Linked DNA regions of Sus scrofa: all the other regions are linked to region 1. Evidence: chromatin contacts called from public Hi-C data. All regions are on one chromosome and are shown on one strand. Each heading gives the region's core, a stretch centred on a gene start, on an enhancer-like site or on the middle of the called end of the contact. The rest is flanking DNA. Distances are from core to core; before and after follow the strand shown.

Region 1 (5,012 bases), core at 2,379-4,878:
AATTTAGTTAACTTAAAATGTTCTCTCCTACTAATTTTTTTCTGAATTCTGAATGAAGCTGGAAAAAAATTCTTATAAACCTCACAAAACGTTATTACAGTACTCAATGTATAAATTTAAATTTATCAGAATTAGAAAAAAAAGAAATCAGATTAATTAATTTATTTTTTGGCCACACCTGGGGCATGTGGAAGTTTCCAGACCAGGGGTCAAACTAGCAACCTGAGCCTCTGCAGTGAGAATACCAGATCCCTGACCCACTAAGCCACAAGGAAACTCCTTATTTTGCAATTACACGATCACTGTGCATTAACTTAATTGTGATACCAACATAAAAACAGTAGTATTTCATATAATATGGCTGGAAATTCATCAATTGCCTAACAATCAAGTTTTTCAACAAACATTAAGTGCCATCTGAACATGTAGTATGCATGAAGTACATATAAATTTTATATTTTTTCCAGAAATTTTTCTTTAAAAATCATTAAATTAACATATTGTGCAAATTAAGGTGCAACCCCCTAAATACAATGTATTGAGAAATGACAAACTATTTGAAATCTTAATGGTATGTTTTAGCTGTGAGAATTCTGATGAGGATTACTATTTTTCCCAACATCAACTTCTCTAATTTCCCACTTGTTCCATTGTTAAGTTTAAGGGAGTATATTTTACTATTGTACTAGTTATTGAACATGTCAGATCAAAAAGGAAATCTGCATTTAATATAACAACTGCACTATTCTTCATTCTACTAAAAAGAATGAAAAAAGCGGTTAAAATAAAACTAAATCCAAAGCAGAGTCTAGAAACCTTATATTCTGCTTAAGTTGGCATTATTTATTACTTATTTTTAATAAACACCACATGAAATATGCATAATAAGATAATTATACATAAGCAGGATCTTAACCTGTTTAAAACATATTATACAATGGTTATTTCCATGAAAGTAACACAAAATATAGCATGCTCCTGCGGTATCCAAAATACAGCTTTACATTTAAATGTAAATTGTACATATTTTTTATTTCCAATAATGCACATAAATAGCACCAACAAAAACAACTAGACTTATTAAATGGATTAGATGAAACCCAAGTCTTAGGACAGAGTCTAGGTCAACAGACACAAAAACCTGACATACTCTGTTCCATGAAACCATCTTTTACTCTAAATTTTTCAAAGGTCTCCCCCACTTTGTCATACATTATAATTACTTCTTTCAAGGCATCCATGGCACAAACAGCTAAAATCCTTAATAATAAATCAGTATGTTCTTAAAGTGTGATCAAAAGAAAATATCTAATGCTTTAACTGATTCTCTAAATAACAATAAGAAGAATGAAAATCTATTAACTTTTCTACAGGGCAATGGATGTTATTTACTAGTCAACAACAAAAAAATAATTAGTTTAGCTGAGACTATTCAATTTTAATAATTCTTGAATAAGATGTAGTCACTAGACATTAAATCATTTATTAGATATATAAGCTCACTAAATTTCCTTGTATCACCTATTCCTAAGGATTTCTGTCATCTTCATTACATTCACAATTAGCAGGCAGAATGAAATAAAATAAAAATCTACAATGCCTCAATGTTTTTATTATTACTGATTTATTCTCATATAACAGGAAATCACCAGAGCCACAGAAAACGAAATTTTTCTTATATCAGGTTTGGCATATTAACTTTTGTGCAAGATGCTAAAAATAATAAAATTAAAACAAGAAAACTTCCAATGGTTCCTTGACATTTTCTCTCAAAACTTGATTTTCCAACAATACTCAAATAGGAATAAAGAAGGCTGACCTTGTCAGATATGTATAAACTCTCAAGAGAACACTTACATGCAAGATAATACCTATAAGGACAGCATAATTTAAAAAACTTAATGAAAGGCAACATTAAATGTTTCAAATACCCGAAATGGAAGGGGAAAAGATACCCCTGAATCTAAGAACCACTTTTAGTGGCACACAGATTAGACTACAAACAACTTTTTAGGTCTTTGAGAAAATACCGGTCTCCACCCAAAACAGAGAAAGTAAATCCTATGCATTCTCTCTTCCAATATTTCTTCTTAAAACCCACAGATATTATGACATGTCAAAATTTGGTATGTTTTACAGGGGTAATTTTTCACAGAAGTGAAAATCTAAGAAGGCATTTCAGTGTGTGCACACACTTGTCTAACAAAACAGCCTAGCATTTCCTACGTGACTAATCTTTTTAAAATTCAGTTCCTCTGTTCCTATGCAATCTAATATTATCTATTAAAACTGCCAAAATATTTTTAAACTCCGTCTGAGAATTTCCCTCTCAGCTTCTGATCTTTGCACTCCTTTAAGCTTGCAGACATGTTACTGACAAACCAACTGGTAGTGACAGGTTATTCCGAATCAAGATGAAATTTTAAATTGACAGCTACCCCCAATTTTGCCATGCCTTCCGGATCCTCCCGGAATGAGGAATAAGTATATGCAAGTCAAAGATTCCTACTGGTCACATGCTGCAAAACTTGATCTGCGGAACCTATTCATATTCCAATTCAATTATCTTTTCCCTCAAGATCTTAACATTTAGGCTCACTAGAAGTCTCGTTTCCTATCTTAAGCCTTGTGAACCCTGAGGCTGCAGCCCATAAGCATTTGACTGCACTTTCTCCAGGAATAAAGTCACACACCTCTGCATCCAAGGCTTGTATGTCCCACATGTGTTTGCAAATTCCACACTCGGCCTTAGCGAGCACAATGAGTCTCTCGCTTCCATTGCACCTCGGTGCCAAGTTTCTGTAAGCCACTTCCAAGCAAAACTCTCCTTCCGCTTTAAAAAAAAAAAAAAAAACTACATTCCGAAGGAGAAGATCCCCAGAACGAAAAATAAGACTGTAGAGCAACACTTTTATAAAGTAAACAAACCAACAAAAAGATTCTGCCCCTGGCTGCAAAACTCTGGGGTGGGCGCGCGCACCACCACGCACAACACACTACGCAACCCCACCACTGCTCCGCGCCACGCGCGACGGCCCAGCCGAGTCAGGAGAATGGACGATGCGCCCCCGGCTTTCAAGCAGGAGAACGTACTAGTCGGGCCACTGCCTTGCTAGCCTTCTTCCCGCTGCCCCTGCGCACCGAATTTCTCCGGGAATCACCCACAGGAGCCCGATGCTGCCGACTCCTTCCGGCGGCAGCCGCTCAGGGCCCGCCGCCCTGGATGCCCGCCCCCCAAGTGCTGGCGCGGCCCGAAGACTCCATCGCCCCAAGTTCGCCCGCGGCCGCACGAGCGCGAACGCTTCACGCAGTAGGCGGACAGCGAGTTGGTACGTACTCGGCCAGCGGCTGCAGCGGTCTTGGCGCGCTCTCCCCCAAGGACGCCTCAGCCCTAACTCCGAAGTGACGGCCCCCGGTTCTCTCTCCTCAGTCGGCAGCGGCGGCCGGGACGCCCCCGCTCCCATCGAGGGGGGAAGGGAAGGTGGTGGGCGCGCTCTCCCTGCTCCCCCCCACCGCCAGCTCGGGCCCGCCGCTCCTTCCCGCCCGCCAGCCCCGACGGCACTCGCTCGGCCGCGGTGGTGGCGGCGGCTCCTCCCGGCTCGGGCGCGCGGGCGGCGGCGGCGGCGGCGGCGCCTCCCCCACCACGTCCTCCCCCTTCCCCTCCCCGCGCTGCACCCACCCCCTCCCCCGCCCGCCTCCGCCACCTCCACCCCCCGCGCGCTGTCACATTGGGAGATTCCGCTCTTGCTACATTCGCCGCTCCGACTCCCGCCCACGCGCGGCCGAGTGACGCAGATCCCGGCGTGGGCCGCCGCAGGGCGGGGGCGGGGGCGGCGGCCGCCGGGCCGGGCTCGGCCTCTTCCCGCCGCCCCCTCCGCGGAATCCGGAGGGCGGCCCATTCGCACGGCAGCTGGGAGGAACCAAGTGGGCGCCCGGGAGGGGGCGGCTCCCGCGAGTCCTGCTTCGGGCTGGGGGAGGGGGCGGGAAGGAGGAAAACGGGGGTGGCGGGCGGGAGGGAGGAGACGCCGCCTCGGGCCTGCTCTCCAGCTGCCGAGCGAAATGGGAAGGTTTGCAATTAAAAAAGAATTTTTTTTTTTTTTAAAGTGTGAGGTTCCCAATATAGTATTTCAAAGAGCACGCCCAGCCAAATCCATATCTCCGGGGAGGCTGACTTTAAAAAAAAACATAGCACGCTCAGCCCACTAATCTGGGCGCCGGGCTCGCCCCAGCCCACTCCGGCTAAAGGTTGATGGGCCAGGTGCGCCCCTTGCCCAGCCGGCCCTGGCGTCCTGCCGGAAGTTGGCCGCGACCGCACAGAGGGGGGAACGGCAGGTGCGCGACGCTGGGAAAAAAAACTGGCAGTTCTAGAGAATCTCTGCCCGCCCTTCTTGCCCCCTCCCCACCCCCACCACCGGCCTGGCAAAAGGAGGAGGGGAGAAATGGGAACCGACAAACCCGAAGTGCAGCTTTGACAACTGTCTTGCTTGCTGGGTGACTTAATGCCAGCCTTCTCAACCCTCCTGAAAACCTGCCAGTTATTTTACTGGTTAATATTTTCTATTTCCATGGTGTAAAAATCCGACGGCTCTGAAACAGTCCTGGGGTGTGTTAAAATAGATTTCCCCAGGCAGCTATAGAATTTTGGGGTTTGGTTTGCATGAACTTTTTAAAACCAAAGTAAGTATTACACATTTCCAAAAATGTACTTAAACTGTTGCCAAAAAATGTGGAAATTTGTTTTAGAGACTATTTTTCCTTTGCAAAAACGAGTAAAGGAAAGAATTCCTCGAATTTTAGCATTGTATTCTTGAAGGCTAGAGAATATTTAGTAAATATAAAATTACTGCAAATACAGGTAAAATTCCGTTTTAATATCTATATAAAAATCCAGTTTTATAAAAGGCCATTCCCACATCCTGGCTGGCCTCCCAGAGTGTGCCTACTTTCCTGATGGGGGATACAAGGCATTCTTTGAAATGGGAAATTCTTCATACCACATCTTTATGTTGCAG
Region 2 (4,415 bases), core at 636-3,135, 260 kb before region 1:
CTTTGTGGCACAAAATCTTTATCACAGGATACCACAAATTTTGCCCATCACTAAGTGCTTTTTTTTTTAAAATAACGTTTTTCAGTCTGGGAAAACAACTTTTGCTTGGAATGTTTTAGGAAGGTGCCAATTTCAATTACAGGAAACATTAAGCTAGGTCTGAGATTGAAAGTATAAGAATCACACTTTCAGTTTGACTTAAAATATTCTTGGGCAGAAGATAATAATGTAAGTAGAGGAAGGCAAAACAGGTCATATAACGTCAGTACAAGGTGAGAAAACCAGTAAGGTATAAAGAAAACAGGTAAATTTTTACCTACAGTGAGAAAACAAAGTTTGTGTTCGCTTCTATTAACTCAAGACGAAATATCCAGGAAATTGCCTCACAGACTGCGTAGGAAAAGTCAATTTTAAGACTAAATTGCTGTTCGGAATAGATGGCTTAACACCCTCTCACAATATAAATCACAAAAGCTACTTAACTCCGTTTTTCCAGTGTTTTACCCCTCACATTTCATCTTGGTTATTTTGACTTTTATCTTTTTTTTTTTTTAACTTTTATTTTCAAAAATTCACCCGTCTCATGAAAGATGTCAGACAGGCCAAAGCTGATCCCCAGTGAAACAGGTGGTCTGTACTGCACGGCATGCCCCATCTTCTCAGCCACATGACCCTTTTCCTCTTAACCTTGTTTCGGAAATATTATTTCCGGTGCCGCAGATGGCCCTACATACGTCTGAAAAAGCCACTCCAGAAATATTGAGAATACTTTGCCACATTAGACAGGGTGGTAGAGATCGAAGGAGGTTAGGGAGAGAGGAAACTCGAGCCCGGAAAAGCAACGCGTCAGGAAGGCAGAAGCTCTGCTCAACGCCCACCGCTTAAATGTCACTCGGTCTGTTCGTGTGCTATCACCCACGAAGGGCTAGGCGGGCGGCCAGGCGCTGCCGCCGGGAGCCGGGCTCGGAGCACGCGGCGCGGGCCAAGCAGCCACAGCTTCCAGCGCTGGGGGGGTGTGGGGGGTGGACCAGACTGACCCCTCGGCGGCTCCACCCCGCGGCGGGGAAGGGAAGTAAAGGCTGAGCGGTGAGGCACAGGCGGGGAAGGCGCGGGCGGGGCTGGGCCTAATCACATGGCGCAGACGGCGCAGGCCGCCCGGCATCTCTTTCTTTCTCGAACCTCCGTTCCCATCCCGCCCCACCGCAGGCCCCTCCCGGGCATGGGCCCCACGCAGGATGAGGCCTCCAGCGCCTCGCAGAGACACTCACTTTTCGCCGGAAGCCACCAGCTCCTTGCCCTCGCTGTTGCCGAACCCGTCCGTTTCCCCCGGGCTGTCCTTGGGGCTGGGCGCCGGCGGGGCCGCGGGCGGCGACGCCCCGGGCTGCTGCTGCTGCTGCGTGCCCCCTTTGCCCAGCTCCTGCAGGATCTCCGAAGGGGAGCTGGACAGGCCCCTCGCGAGGGGCCCCGCTGGCCGGCCGCCCCCGCCCCACCACGGGTGGAGCCGCGCGGCGGCCGCAGGGCCCGTTCGTCCCCCGCCCCGGGAGCGCCGGCACAGGGTGGCGAGGGGCTGCGCCCGCCTCAGAACCGCGCAGGTAGCGGCGGGCGGCCGCAGGAGCAGGTTCCGCAGCATCGCCGAGCCTCGCAGCCGCATCATGCCGCCGGGTCCGTCAGCGCTCGCTCAGCAAGGGAGGATGCTCCGGGCGTGGGCAAGCCGCTCTCTGAGAATGCGGTCTCCGACCGGACGACGAGAGGGCAAAAGAGGACAGGGGCAGTGACGTGGGTGTGGTTCCGGCTCCGGCAACCGCCGACGCTGCTGCTGCTGCTGCTGCTCCGGAGACTACCCGCAGCCACTTCTGCTCCCAAACGAGGAGGGACCCGCACTGAGACTGAGGCGCAGGGGCGGGCCGGGGACATTCCGCGCTCACCCTCCCGGGGGCGGGAGGACGCTGGCGGCCTGCCCCAGTCGCCGGTCCCGATTGGCTCAGATCCTCGACCTCGCTTCTGATTGGTGGGTGTAGCAGTCACATTTCTCTCCCCGCCCGTTGCGCGGAGTCAGGCGGGGACTGGCGGGGGGCGGGGAGAGGGATCAAACTGACGTGCGAAGCAGGGTAGCCAGGCCGGGCTCTAGAGTAGCCCCTTCCTCCTCGCCTCGTCAGCCCTGAGGCTACCCTCGTGGGGAAAGTGGGGGCTCAACGGTCTCGTCTTTTACGAAGCAGATGGACTCCTGGACTCTAGGGCCTCGAACTGTTTGGGAGACTGATGGGCAGGAGCCTTATGCAGCCGGAGGGCCGGCGGTCAGTCAGTGGGCTTGGCCCGCGCTGGCGTCTGGCCCAGCTGTCGAAGCTCGGCTGGTCCAAGCTTGCTGCTGGCCCGGAGCTAACTGGTAAGGGCGTGTGGCGACGCCTCTGAGGGCATCGATCCCCAGAAGGCAGACCCAGACGAGCTTTGCTCTCTGCCCAAATGTTCCTATGGTTGGCGACTGCCCAGATGTGAAATGTTTTGGAAAAAATGAGCAAAATCCTTTCAGCTATGCGACTTAGCCATTTGGAGGGCTGGAGTTCAGGGGAGGACCAAGAGAAAGGGGGAAATTCCTGAACACCACTGCTTCCCTTTTTAAAAATTACTGTTTAAAATGTACACCTACATCTCAAAAAGATTTTTTAATAGCAGCGATTCCCTTAACACTCGTTTGCTTGAAAGCAAACTTGTAGACACTTTTCTATTCTAAAGCTGCTTGATTGTCATAAGATAGAAGCATCCAGATACTAGGTCTTTAAATCGTTTCAGCTGTTTTGATCCATTTATCTTTGAGGACCGGTAGGAAAAGAACCAAGGAGCTGATAAACTCTGAATTTTTCTTTGAACTTACATCTACAGTCCACTCCACGCGAAAAGAAAAGCTTTTAGAGAGTTTACCAAAACAATTAGGTTTATATGCATAGATTCTTAAAGGTTAATAGGATGATTTTTATGAAAAGGGAAGGGTGTATGACAGGTGCATCATTAACTGATCATCAGATTTAGTAATCTGATGAATCTTAAAATACTGCACTAGATTAGTCATTGGAAATCTGACTGTACCTACAGGTTATGTGACCTTTTGCATGCCACAGTCTTGCCATGTTTAAGTTTTTTCTATCTTTAACTAGAAGCACGTGGAAAAATCTATCATATGTAAAGCAAGTAATCACACTTATTAAAAGACTTGCAAATTGTTTAGAGGATTTACTACTACTTAATGTTACCTGTCACTAAAATTTGTTAAAGAGTCAAGGTAACAATATCTTCAGGAAAAGGAACATTAAGATTTGGAGGAAAGGTAACAAATACTTCTTCTCCATAACCTTTCCAGTCTGACTTATCAATGACATAAACCTGAATATTGTCCCATCTCTTAGATATAACCACTTATCAGTTTCTACTGCCTCCTTACTCTCAACCACATTCAAGCTATTGACAAATCCAGTTATTATTTTCTGCTGGTTTTTCTTAGTTTCTTTAATTTCCCAATGAAAATTCCTTTCAGCGTTCTAAGGTTTAAGTGTAGTATACTTAACAATATAGAAAGCAAACCTAATAATAGATTATTTTCTAGAGTTTCTGCTTCGAAGGATGAGCTAGTGAGAATGGGCAGATATTATTCCTAACATGTAGGAGAATTTACGAATCTGCTGAAATTTAACCCCTTGTTTTAGAAGACCAGTGAAAAGTTAGCAAATTGAAAATAATGTAAATTGAATTAAATACTTTCATTTAATACTTTCAATTATTTTCTTTACCTTATATAATTTTTAAACATCTTTAGTTTTTTTAATCAAATAAACTTTTGAACTATGAACTAGAATTAATTACTATTTTGTTAGGTTAATTATGCACCTATTAAATAATAACATCATATAAAATAAAGTCTATCCCTATACAAGCATTTTATATCATACAATAGTCTATCAAAATATGTGCAAATAGAAGACAGCTCTTCTGTTTATCATGTACTTGGGTTGTCAGAGCCACTCTTAGACTTCCTCTTTACTGCTAGATAAGTGTAGCGATCTTACAATGGATTGTGGTTTCATAGCCACTGAGAAGGTAATTAGCTATAGAAAGGAAAAATTGGAATTTATGCTCTTTGTTTTCATCCTAACTAGAAGAACAGTTCCTGAGCTTCTGTGTTCTTTTGAAGATTTTTAGAAAAGGCTAATGTTTCAAGATGACAATGTAACCTGGGTAAAAGTTCCAGATCTTACCCTTCAAAATAACGAAAAGAGTATTATTATTTTTTGACCTAGAGTTAAATAGAAAATAATTCTTCTTTGACTAACAGCTTAAAAGAGTTGCCTAGGGGTTTTTGTTTGTTTGTTTTGTTTTTGGTTTTGGTTTTGGCTTGTTGGAAGTTCTTTTATTTAGAGAATAGAGTA
Region 3 (5,118 bases), core at 677-3,176, 290 kb after region 1:
TATTAATCACTTTATATAATATCAGTATATTTTAGGCAATTTATCTACAACATGAAGCATATTAAGACTATTTCTTTTTGGGGGGGTCTTTTTCATTTTTTTTAGGGCCTCACCTGCAGCCTATGAAAGTTCCGAGGGTAGGGATCCAATCGGAGCTTGTAGCTATGGGCCTACACCACAGCGACAGCAATGCCAGATCCAAGCCATGTTTGTGACCTACACTGCAGCTCAGGGCAAGGCTGATACTTAACCCACTGAGCAAAGCCAGGGATGGAACCCAAGTCCTCGCGCGGATACTAGTCGGGATCATTACCTCTGAGCCATGACGTGAACTCCAAGACATTTTCTGATTGGTTATCAGAGAAAGAAATAAATGGGGAACTAAATACATAACATATAACTTTATAACTTTTGTTTCACAGGCCTTATATATCAAGTAAGACATCATTTTCTTCAAAATTACCACAAGTATAGCTGTAATTTAAATCTATAATAAGATATTTCACATTAAATGACATAAGTCCAAGCTGCAATTTTCAACCAAGGGGTAATTTAGTCCAAAAGCTTGAAAAGAAATGGTAACTTATTCTATGAAAAAGTAAAATGTAACCTTATGCATTTATATAATCCTCTTCATGACTAAGAATTAACTTTCAAGAGTAGTATAAAGATCCACAAAAACTTAAAAATAAAGTAGGTTCTCAATTAGAATGCAAACAAATATCTGTGTTGAAAAAAGAAACTCTTCTATTGCTTTTTTTCTCCCTCTGTTGGGTATTTCACAAGGTCAAAAATGAGGTCACTTAGGTAATTTGTCAGTCAACAGTAGTTTTGTGGATTATTTTCATCATTAGACTATTACTAGGCTGAGCAGGGCTGATCTTTATCCACTTCTCTGGTTTGAAAGCTAGGAACGACAGGAAAAAGGCCAAAAAAATGTTTTATTTAACATGTGGGATGCACTCCAGTGGTCTATCCCTACAACCTTAACCCACTGTTCTTTTGAAGTGAACACCATTCACACAGTGGCAAACTTCTGCTTATTCAACATCTTAAAAATTACCTTTAAAACGAAAACCTCCAAAATACACACCTTGATTGTTTATATATGTTCTTCATGAATGTACTAAATAATCTAGGGATTTTCTTCATGCTCTTTGCATCTAACACAGTAACAGTATACATGATTCATCCAAACCCAAGTTAAATATTTTCCCCTCTGCTACTCTACTCTGGCCACACCATACACATCTCACAAAACTGCCTTTCAAAATGCAGAGAATTAAAAACAAGAAGGCAAAGACTTTTCTAAATATAGTCCCTTCATGTTTATTTTACATTCATCTAGTAGGTCACTAGCGGCAGCCAGCAGCTATGGACCCTTAGCTGCATCTCTCTAAGCAAAACCAAGGGGTGCCTGACAGCTACGCCATCTACCTGTTGAACTCGGGCCACTGCTCTCTCGACAACTGTCAGATCTAGCTTCTTCGACCTAGAAAGGCTAATGATCGAATAATAATAATAATAATAATAAAAAGTTGTTTGCCAATTTTTCTTCCTATCGTCTATTTCTTTCGGGTCGTTTCTGCGGATCCCAGGAAGACGGCAAGACTCGCGAGCTCCTCCGCCCGGCCAGTTGCAGCAGCGATGTGGGGCGGGGCGGACCAGGCCGGGTGGCAGCCTCGCTGCAGCGGACAGAGGTCATCGCAGGCCGGGCGGAGAGGCAAGGAGCCCTCCCGGCCCAGATTTACTCACCTAGTGTCCGGAGAGGTGAAGGGTGTGTACAGTTCGCCCAGCCTCGGGACCCAGATCCGAGCAGGAAAGGAGGTTGTGGTGCTGGGGCGAAGGGAGCTTACGGAGGAAAACGTATTACCTAAGCCGGGATGCGGAGCGCAGGAGGAGGCTGCAGTCTTTCCCTCCAGAAACGGAAGAGGCGGGGGAGGAGGAGGAGGAAAACGCAGAGGAGGAGGTGGCCGGGCGTGCGAGGCAAGCAGAGGGGCGCCAGGCGTCTAGCCGCAAGCTCAGCCCGAAGGCGAGGGGCGGGGAGCACGGCGGTAGCCAGCGGAGGGCGAGGCGCAGCCGGGCGGCGGGCTGCCTCGCTCGGCCGGGGATCGCAAACCACAGCATCCGCCAAGCCGCCGCCCACCCGTTTCCCCCGGGACCTTGGCGTGGAAAGGCGCAGTGACGCCTCGAGGCTCCCAGGGCAGGCGAGGGCATCCCACGCCTGCCTGCCGGAGCTCAAAGTCGGTAACGTCACAAGTGGGGCGTGATGATTCACAGGGGAGTGCCAGGAAAAAAAGGGCTCCTGGGTCACCTAATCCACTGTTTTTGTTTTGTTCTTGTAGCCGCCCACAAATTCGCATTTAATATCTTCCTTCTGCAGTCTTCCGCACCCTTTTTTGAGGATTACGGGTTTGACAGACGGGTTGGCAGCTTGAAAATGGACTTGCTGCTGGTGGCAATCGGGTTCCATTGTTCTAGTAGAAATGTCAAGTGTGCTGGTTGTTCTGCAAACCCTAGCAGCGTCTCCTGGACGCTTGACTTATGGGGTGTGGGCCTAGAGACACCTTGACAGGAAGCAGATCGTGGGCAGGGACTCTTCTCCCTTCCACCCTTTAAACTGTGGGATTCAGCTTACCCTAAATAAGGTTTTGAATGGGGGAAGAGGGGATAGGAGGAATGAGTTATGATGAGGGGAAGGGTAGATTTTTTAAAGGGCAATAGCGTTTTGAATAGAAGCGGTCTGGCGGTCAGCCCAGCAGGCGGAAGGCTGTTTGTGTGTGTAGCGGACCTTCTAAAGCCCTTCACGCATCCTTCCATTTCATAGCACACCTAGGAAATGATCTCAGCTGTTCAGGCAGGAGGGACTGAGCCTTTGCTCCTGGAGGGCAGAGGAGACCGCTATCCACATACCTATAACTCATTCCATGACATGACATTAGGAAGATCCAGTGTAAAGTTTTGGCCAGCAGGTTTTTTATCTACCTTTCCTCACACCACCCAGAACTGCCTCCTGAGTTGTTAAGACTTGGTCCTAAGAGCAGTGGCTTGCCATCCAAGACAGGAGCTGGGGGTAATACTCAACCCACAATGGTGCTTAAAAATTTACACCTCCAAAACTAACTCAACTTTCTGCTCCCAGCCTGCTTCTATAGTCTCTGAGACAACTCTTCCTTCCCTCCCCACCCCCTCCCGGTTATCAGACTGTACTTCACTGGTAAGTCCAGCTGATCAATTCTGTCCTCTCTCAGATTCAGTTTTTTTAGGTCCATCTCCTTAAGGCTCCTTAGGCCCATCCCCTTTGCTATTGTTTATTAATCACTCTCGTAATCATATCTAGTCTCATTTCTACCTCTGATGGAAAAAAATTAACAAATAGTTTGAACATGATATTTGGAAATAAAGAGGCAAATGCCAAACTAGTTAGAAGGCAAAGAATTTGCCCCTGGAGGAGCAGGAATTAGGGGAGGGGAGGGTGGAGCTGGAGAATGCTGTTTCTGTGACAAAGCAATATGAGTCTATGATCTGGATCTAGTCCATTTTCCACTTTGTTATCACAGAGATCATCTTACATCACACATCTCAATGGGTTGCTTGCTTTAAGGCCATCACGGGCTCCCAATCTCTGGTCATATGAAGAGCAAGCTCCTGGGCATAGCTTTCAAGGGCTCTCTCCCCATCCCAACTGTCAGTCCTGCCCCCTCAACAGTTGACATCCCATTTTACCACAGCACATCTAGTTTCCTAAGTACGAAAATTGGTTGCATTCCTCTATGGCTTTATACATGTTATTTCTTTTGCCTGGAATATTCTCTCTCTGCTATAACAATAGCTAATGGCATGAGGCCAAGTGCCTTTTGGTTTTATAGCTGCTCATTCTTACATCAACACTATGGTGGGATTACTATTATCTCAATGTAATGAAGAATAAAAGTGTGAACTTAGCTTAAGTAATTTGCTCAAATATGTAGCATGTAATGAGGTCAAATTTGAACCCAACAATAAAACTCCAGGACTCACATTATTTTACCTGTTCATGGCTTAAAAAACCTTTCTCAGACACTAAATATAAGCAGGATTTACAATTTTAAGTTTTTCACAAGTCTTAAATGTGCAAGGCAAAAATATAGCTGAACTACTTTTCATCTGAAAGCGTCAAAGGGCAAAATTACAAAGGAAAAGTGAGAGATTGGACTATAGAATTTTTGAGTTCTTTCATTGAAAAGACCCTTAGAATAAAATTAAAAGACAAGTAAAAATTATCCCAAAATGTGCAGTATCTATGAAAGGTAAGAGAGTACATCCTCATTTAATAAAAAGATCTTACAAAGATCACCTTGCTATAGAGAAGAAAATTGACAGAACACTGTAAACCAGCTATAATGGAAAAAATAAAAATCATTATAAGAAAAAGAAAATGTAAATATCCTGTTTTTAAAAATGGGCAAAAATATAAATTAGTTGTATTGTGAAAGAAAAATGCAAATAGCCAAACACTTTTAAGGGAAGTGAAAATGTAAAATGTAATGCACCTTTAAGTTGACTGAGAATAAAAGAATGCTCAGAGCTAGCGATTTGGGCCAGCGACCCCTGAGGCAGGATGTGTGGCAAGTGAGCATGCTCAGTGCTGAGAAGGACATAAATTGCTTCAATGTTTCTGGAGGGCAGTTTGGCAGAATGCAATAAAAGCCTCAAAAATGTTCACACCCTTTGACTCAAAAGTTGCATTTCTGGGAATTCCTAATGCAGGGGTTGACAAACGTTTTCTATAAACGTCCAGACAGTAAACATTTTAAGCTTTGCAGGTCACATGTGTCTCTATTACTTTTCTTTTTTCTCTGTGTGCTTTTTTCCCCCTAAACCCTTAAAAAATATGAAAGCTATTAGCTTGAGGGTTGTAGAAAAACTGGCTGTGGCCTGAAATTGGCCTGAGGTCAGTAATGTGTGCAGAGTTGACTACAAAAAAGTTCATCTCCCTGGATTTGCAAATAGCCAAAAAATAGAAAGCAAATAAAATGTCTAAGGATAGAAGTTAGTTATAGTCAAGTTTAAAACAAGTTTTTTAAAAATGTTAAATGCTTTAAAACCTTTCAGAATGATATTTATCTCACAAGATAG

The links. Hi-C and Micro-C count contacts between places; a contact is called where the count stands out from the background.
Region 2: a Hi-C map of skeletal muscle shows a contact between it and region 1, with 5 times the contacts expected there. The contact joins the promoter of GLS here to the promoter of NAB1 in region 1. A contact is called at or near these places in 6 of 47 Hi-C or Micro-C datasets (heart right ventricle, liver, psoas muscle and 2 more) and 1 of 2 datasets of contacts at active chromatin or transcription factors (alveolar macrophages).
Region 3: a contact with region 1 is called in a Hi-C map of subcutaneous adipose tissue, with 2.6 times the contacts expected there. The contact joins the promoter of INPP1 here to the promoter of NAB1 in region 1. A contact is called at or near these places in 2 of 5 promoter capture datasets (fetal liver and liver) and 4 of 47 Hi-C or Micro-C datasets (alveolar macrophages, retroperitoneal adipose tissue, skeletal muscle and 1 more).

The regions. Positions count from the first base shown.
Region 1 is chr15:95,247,365-95,252,376 of Sscrofa11.1, reverse strand. NAB1 (NGFI-A-binding protein 1) reads right to left here and starts at 3,628. Exons shown (of 8, transcript XM_021076058.1): 1 at 3,338-3,628. All of the region lies in intron 3 of NEMP2 (nuclear envelope integral membrane protein 2), which reads left to right.
Region 2 is chr15:95,510,884-95,515,298 of Sscrofa11.1, reverse strand. GLS (glutaminase kidney isoform, mitochondrial) reads right to left here and starts at 1,885. Exons shown (of 18, transcript XM_021076049.1): 1 at 1,269-1,885. The coding sequence starts at 1,654. NEMP2 (nuclear envelope integral membrane protein 2) reads left to right here and starts at 1,885. Exons shown (of 13, transcript XM_021076065.1): 1 at 1,885-2,008.
Region 3 is chr15:94,953,638-94,958,755 of Sscrofa11.1, reverse strand. INPP1 (inositol polyphosphate-1-phosphatase) reads right to left here and starts at 1,926. Exons shown (of 6, transcript NM_001245012.1): 1 at 1,756-1,926.